2 separate regions of the Mus musculus genome follow, and region 2 is linked to region 1. Evidence: chromatin contacts called from public promoter capture Hi-C data. All regions are on one chromosome and are shown on one strand. Each heading gives the region's core, a stretch centred on a gene start, on an enhancer-like site or on the middle of the called end of the contact. The rest is flanking DNA. Distances are from core to core; before and after follow the strand shown.

Region 1 (2,852 bases), core at 80-2,579:
GCTGTTTTGCCTACATGTATGTGTGAGGGAGTTGGAACCACTGGATCTTGAGTTACAGATGGTTGTGAGCTGCCATGCGGTTACTAGGAATTGAACCCAGGTCCTCAGAAGAGCAGCCAGTGCTCTTAACCGCTGAGCCATCTTTCCAGCCCATAAATTAACTATCTTTTATCTACATGCTAATTAAACAGTTTGCCAGTAATTTGAAATAACAAAAGGTGGTATTTGAGCAGAACTATTTGGCAAAAGCAGAACTTAAACTTGGCAAAAGATTATTCTTCTTGAAGAACCTATTCATTCATTGCGTTATACAAGTGTCCAGACCCAAAGGCCACCCTCTCCTAATTAACGGTTACTTGGGAAAGGGAGGCTGAGTGTACAGAGATAAGAATCTGCTGTTGGGAATGAGATAGCTTTAGTTTCCATCTAATTTAAGGCCATGTGTACATTGCATTTGAAAATATGATCACTCTTTTGTTCTTATTGTTAGCCACGGACTTTACGTTGAAGGCTTTTGATTGCCCTGAAACTGAATACCCTGCTAAAATTGTCAATACCGCACAAGGCTGCTTGTGGTATAAGAAAGACAACAAATTCAAAATCCCCAAAGGTGAGATAAAGTAGAGAAAGCTTCCTCTTCTGAGGCAGCCTCTGTTCCTGTTGCCTACTCCTCTCCCTTTGAAGCCCCCTTTACAGTTATAGGCTAACAGTGTGCACCTGTGCTTATGGGAGTGTATACAGACACTCTGCCTTCCAGAAGTAGACAGTCAGCTCTGGGCTGGTGAGCTGGCCCAGCAGCTAAAGGCACTTGATACCAAGCCTGATGCCTGGCTTTGGGCCGGCATGGTAGGAGGTGAGAACCAACTTCTAGGAATTGTCCTCTGACCTTCACAGAAGAATTGTCCTCTGACCTGAACACACACACACACACACACATACATAACTAAAAAATCCAATTCTAGAAAGAAGCTATTTTTAAAGATTTTTCCTTTCAGATAAATTAGTACCAGTTATTTCATAAACTTAGGATTAATAGTATTATTTAGACATTTTTTCTTTTTTTTCGAGACAGGGTTTCTCTGTGTAGCCCTGGCTGTTCTGTAGACCAGGCTGGCCTTGAACTCATAAATCCACCTGCCTCTGCCTCCCAAGTGCTGGGATTAAAGACACTACATTATTTTTAAAAATGGAATAAGATATGAGGAGAATCATTCCTAGATATGATAGGAAGCCTAATCTAGAACTGTAAAGGGAAATCTTCCCTACTGCTTATCTCTGCCTTTTGCTTTTAGCGTGTCTCCTGTGGGGTAAACACACCCTCTAAATTCCTTTGACTTTAAGTCATGGCCAAACCGTGTTGTTCTTGGAATCATACTCTGGACCTAGACAGTCTCCCTTTCACCTTCTCTCCTCCCCTTTCTCTAGAACGTCACGTAATGTGTGACCCAGGCCAGTCTACACATGGCAAGCCTGTGCCTCAGTCTCCCAGGCTTTGGGATTTGGGGCTGTCTCCTCACAGTTTTTCTTGACTGAATCATAAGATTTAAAAACGGTTATTGCCGTTCATTCAGCGTCTCTAGGAAAAGGCTTCATGGCACCTTCCCATGGACACCGAGCTGCTTGATTGATAAATGTTCCTAACGTGTAAACTTCTATAAATATTTTTGCCTGTCTCAAGTTAATGATAAATATGGTTATTCATAGACCTTTTTGTATGTGTCTGATATTCCTGTAGGTTAAAGTGTGCTTCTATGATACTTAATTGGAATGGTGAGAAACACCCTTTAAAAGCTTTAAGAATAAAAATAACGTAGGGATAAAAGAGAATAGACATGTAACGAGGCTTTAGGGACTAGTAGTTTATTTTGAACTTAAAAGCCCCATTAAAAGAAAATAATAGGTGTTAAGATATTTGAGGCCTCTGACCTTTTATATTTTATCCATGGTCTTTTTCTTTCAGCATATATACGATTTCATCTGATCTCACCTTTGATACAGAAATCTGCAGCAAAGTGAGTGTTTGGTTTTTGTTTGTTTGTTTTTTCCCTCCAGAGAAAGGGAGAGGGAGAGGGAGGGGAGAGGGGAGAGGAGAGGGGAGAAGAGAGAGAGAGAGAGAGAGAGAGAGAGAGAGAGAAAGAGAAAGAGAAAGAGAAAGAGAAAGGAAAATGATTGACTGTGCGGGCTAGTTTTACGTATGTCAACTTGCCACAAGCTAGAATTCTTTTGTAGAAGAGGGAACCTCAAGTGTGAAAATGCCCACCAGACTGGCCTGTGGGAAGCCTGTGGTGCATTTTCCTGATTGCCAGTCGATGTCAGTGGTGCCACTCGTGGGCTGTTGGTCCTTCATGCTCTAAGAAAGCAGGCTGAGCAGACCCTAAGAAGCAAGCCAGTATGCAGCACTTGCCCATGGCCTCTGCATCCAGGTTCCTGCTCCGTTTGAGTTCCTGTCCTGGCTTCCTTTGATGATGGACTGTGATGTGGAAGTGTGAGAGAATAAACCCTTTCCTTCCCAAGCTGCTTTTGGTCACAGTGTTTATCACAGCAGTGATAACCCTACCTAAGAAGCTGGTGCCAGGAGTGGGATGTTGCTGTGACAGACTGGACCCTGTTTCCAGGAGGATTCTGGAAGGACTTTTGAACTTTGGGCTAGAGAAGCCACTTACGTGTTCAAAGCTTGGTGCTCTGTTCTGGGTCCTTGGAGGGACATCTCTGAGATGCAGATGACATGCCTGGCTCGTGAAGTTCCCAAGAGAAGCATAGATGCTATTGGGCCTCTTGTGTGATATTTTGAATTTGTGGTGTCTGGTTAGTTGGAGCTGAAGGAGCAGCCGTGGTAAGAAGCAATGAGTGCT
Region 2 (2,763 bases), core at 170-2,669, 200 kb after region 1:
CTGCAGCTCACATGACTGAGGGCAGGGTGAGGTCAGAGACAAGGATAATACCCACCTGATGTGAGTTTAAAGTACTCAAGGTCAGAATGATGGTGCACCCAGGGGGAGGGGGCCACGATGACCTTCTCTCTCCTGCACTGGGCTATCACACACTGGAGCAGGAGGGCGGGGTGGGTAGGGAGCCGATTCCCCCTGTCTGTACTTGAGTCCCCAGTTTCCTCCCATATCACGTCTATCTTCATGAAGGAACATTTTGTTTTAGGACTGGGAGGACTCTGAATTCATCCCAGACCCGGATGCCAAGAAGCCAGATGACTGGAATGAGGCGATGGATGGAGTGTGGGAAGGGCCCTTGATACCAAACGTCAAGTACATGGTGAGGAATCCCTCTTTTCAATGACAACTTATGAAGGGAAATCAGATGTAAATTCTAACTTATAAAACACATGCAAACCAGATGTATGCATGTAAATTCTAACTTATAAATTCTAATTTACAAAACACAATTTCTAACCCATAGGCTTGTAATCCTAGCCCTCAGGAGGTTGAGGTAGGAAGATTTCGAGTTCAAGGACAGGCTGGACTGTACAGCAGGACCATGTCTCAAAAGAAAATACAACAAAATGAAAACAAAGCAGAAAGTCTGTGTTCTCCTGTTCTTCCCCTCTACACTCTGAACACTGAATAGGATGCTGGCCACATCAGAGTTCTCAGTCTCTTCCTACTTATAAGGGGGGAGGGCTGGTAAAGCCAGCACTAAGAGGTAATGGGTCAGACAGGCTTGGGCAAGGAGCTTGTCTAGAGCTGGGAAAAGCTGCCAGTTAAAGGAACATGATGCAAACAGGAAACAGTCTAGGACTCAGGAATTGGATGTCTTACGAGCAGGCTAGAAGGGTAAAGAGTGGGATCTGCATGAATCCAAGGTATTTAAGGATAGAGGGACTTCCTCCCCCCTAACCGCCACCTCCCCCTCAGACAAGGTTTCTCTGTGTAGCCCTGGCTGTCCTGGAACTCACTCTGTAGACCAAGCTGGCCTTGAACTCAGAAATCCACCTGCCTCTGCCTCCCGAGTGCTGGGATTAAAGGCATGCGCCACCACTGCCTAGTGAGGAACTTCCATTTAAGGGTCAACTCGTGATCTCATGTCAGAGCAAGAACTAAAGGAATCCGCCAACAAGTGGCCCAGCAACAAAGTTAACTGGAGCAGGATTTTATCTGGCCAGTTTCCTGCACCACACAGGACAAAGAGAACAGCCCCGAGTGCCACAACACTTCAACTATGTTCTCCAAGAAGCTGTGTTTCTAAACTTCATGGATGTGCCTGTTCAGAGAAAGGGCCAGGCCAGAATAGACCCTTGCCATGTCATTTCACTCCCAGTGGGTGGAAAAGGGAACTTGGAAGAGTCTTATGCCATTACTCAAAGAAAGGGAGAGTTGGGGTTTTTTTTGTTTTGTTTTGGTTTGGTTTTTGAGACAGGGTTTCTCTGTACAGCTCTGTAGACCAGGCTGGCCTCGAACTCAGAAATCCGCCTGCCTCTACCTCTGCCTCCCAAGTGCTGGGATTAAAGGTATGCGCCACCACAGCTGGCTGTGAGAGGGAGAGTTTTAAGAGGCTGTGACACAACTCTTTATAAATTGATTGATGCTTTTTGATTGTGTAATGTTAGAAAAATGGAAAATTATTACTGACATGTCCACTCTTGGTTGGTTTTTTTGTTTAGGGAGAATGGAAACCTCGGATCATTGACAACCCCAATTACCAGGGCGAGTGGATTCACCCAGAGATAGACAACCCCAAATACAGGCCTGACCCCACCATTGGTCACTATCACAACATTAGTGTCCTTGGTCTGGATCTTTGGCAGGTAAAGCACCTGGGCTCATAGCCCTTCAGCAGTGGTCCTTTTCCACAAAGTAGAAGAAGCAAGCCCCAACCTGACGTTAGAGACTTGAATAAATCCTGATCTTTTTAAACCTCAAACAACTCCTCTTTTAAGTGGAAGTAATTATATTTATCCTCAACTTTTACTTAGTCCCTTATACAACCACTGTATTAAGGACTTTGCATGTTTGTTTAATTTTAACCATATACCTATTTTTCAGCCTCAAAAGAAGGCTCCAAAAAGCTGAATAATTTTCCTGAAGATCTGTATCTGATAATAGAAGCAGAAAACTTGGGCCTGCGTGCTAGTCTTTCTTCATCAGATGTACTCCTGTGTATTACTAATACTTTTGATGCCTTTGCTGATCTTACATGGTTCCTTTCCCTGTCTCATTTTGGGATAATGTCTCATGTAGTCTAGACTGGCCTCCAGCTTGCTATGTAGCTGAGATAGCCTTGAACTTCTGACCCTTGCGCCTCCACCTCTAACTGTGCAGGCACCAAAGCTCCTAGTACAGGGCCCTGTGCTTTGCTTTCCTCGTTTCTTTATTCATTTCCTGCTTTAGTTATCCTCACTTACTCGGGTTTCTGACTTCGGGAGGTCAGTATAGAAATGGAATGAAGTCACTACCAGATGCCAGGCATGGTTTCAGAAGGGGAGGAAGAAGGAAGAGTCACTGTGTTTCCTTCCTTCCTGACTTACCTGAAAAACAGGGATACAAGCCATGCACATTTGTATTACTACCCCCCCTCTTTTTTTTTTTTTTTTTTTTAGCTTGTTCCTTTTAAATGAATTGGAACTTTCTACATCACATAAATAGATATAATCATATTAATGTGCATACTCTGTTTACTTAAAAAATTAGATTTGTGTGTGTGCC

What was found. Capture Hi-C pulls out chosen DNA fragments and counts their contacts.
Region 2: a promoter capture Hi-C map of adipose tissue shows a contact between it and region 1. The contact joins two enhancer-like sites. A contact is called at or near these places in 3 of 39 promoter capture datasets (the 3T3-L1 cell line, embryonic stem cells and stem cell-derived epiblast-like cells) and 3 of 9 other capture datasets (adipose tissue, liver and pancreatic islet).

What each region holds. Positions count from the first base shown.
Region 1 is chr4:109,047,107-109,049,958 of GRCm38.p6, forward strand. Nrd1 (nardilysin, N-arginine dibasic convertase, NRD convertase 1) reads left to right here. Exons shown (of 31, transcript NM_146150.3): 18 at 491-610; 19 at 1,961-2,012. Among named protein-coding and RNA genes, the nearest start is that of Gm32581, 30 kb to the right of the region's middle. Within about 2 kb of position 1,330, at least 24 of the 459 cell types and tissues checked have an H3K27ac peak or open chromatin away from gene starts, as enhancers often do. A contact at or near this core is called in adipose tissue, where this site is marked.
Region 2 is chr4:109,244,427-109,247,189 of GRCm38.p6, forward strand. Calr4 (calreticulin 4) reads left to right here. Exons shown (of 8, transcript NM_001033226.4): 5 at 263-376; 6 at 1,722-1,865. The region is part of intron 2 of Gm40225 (a long non-coding RNA gene); the gene reads right to left. Among named protein-coding and RNA genes, the nearest start is that of Calr4, 10 kb to the left of the region's middle. Within about 2 kb of position 1,420, at least 12 of the 459 cell types and tissues checked have an H3K27ac peak or open chromatin away from gene starts, as enhancers often do. A contact at or near this core is called in adipose tissue, where this site is marked.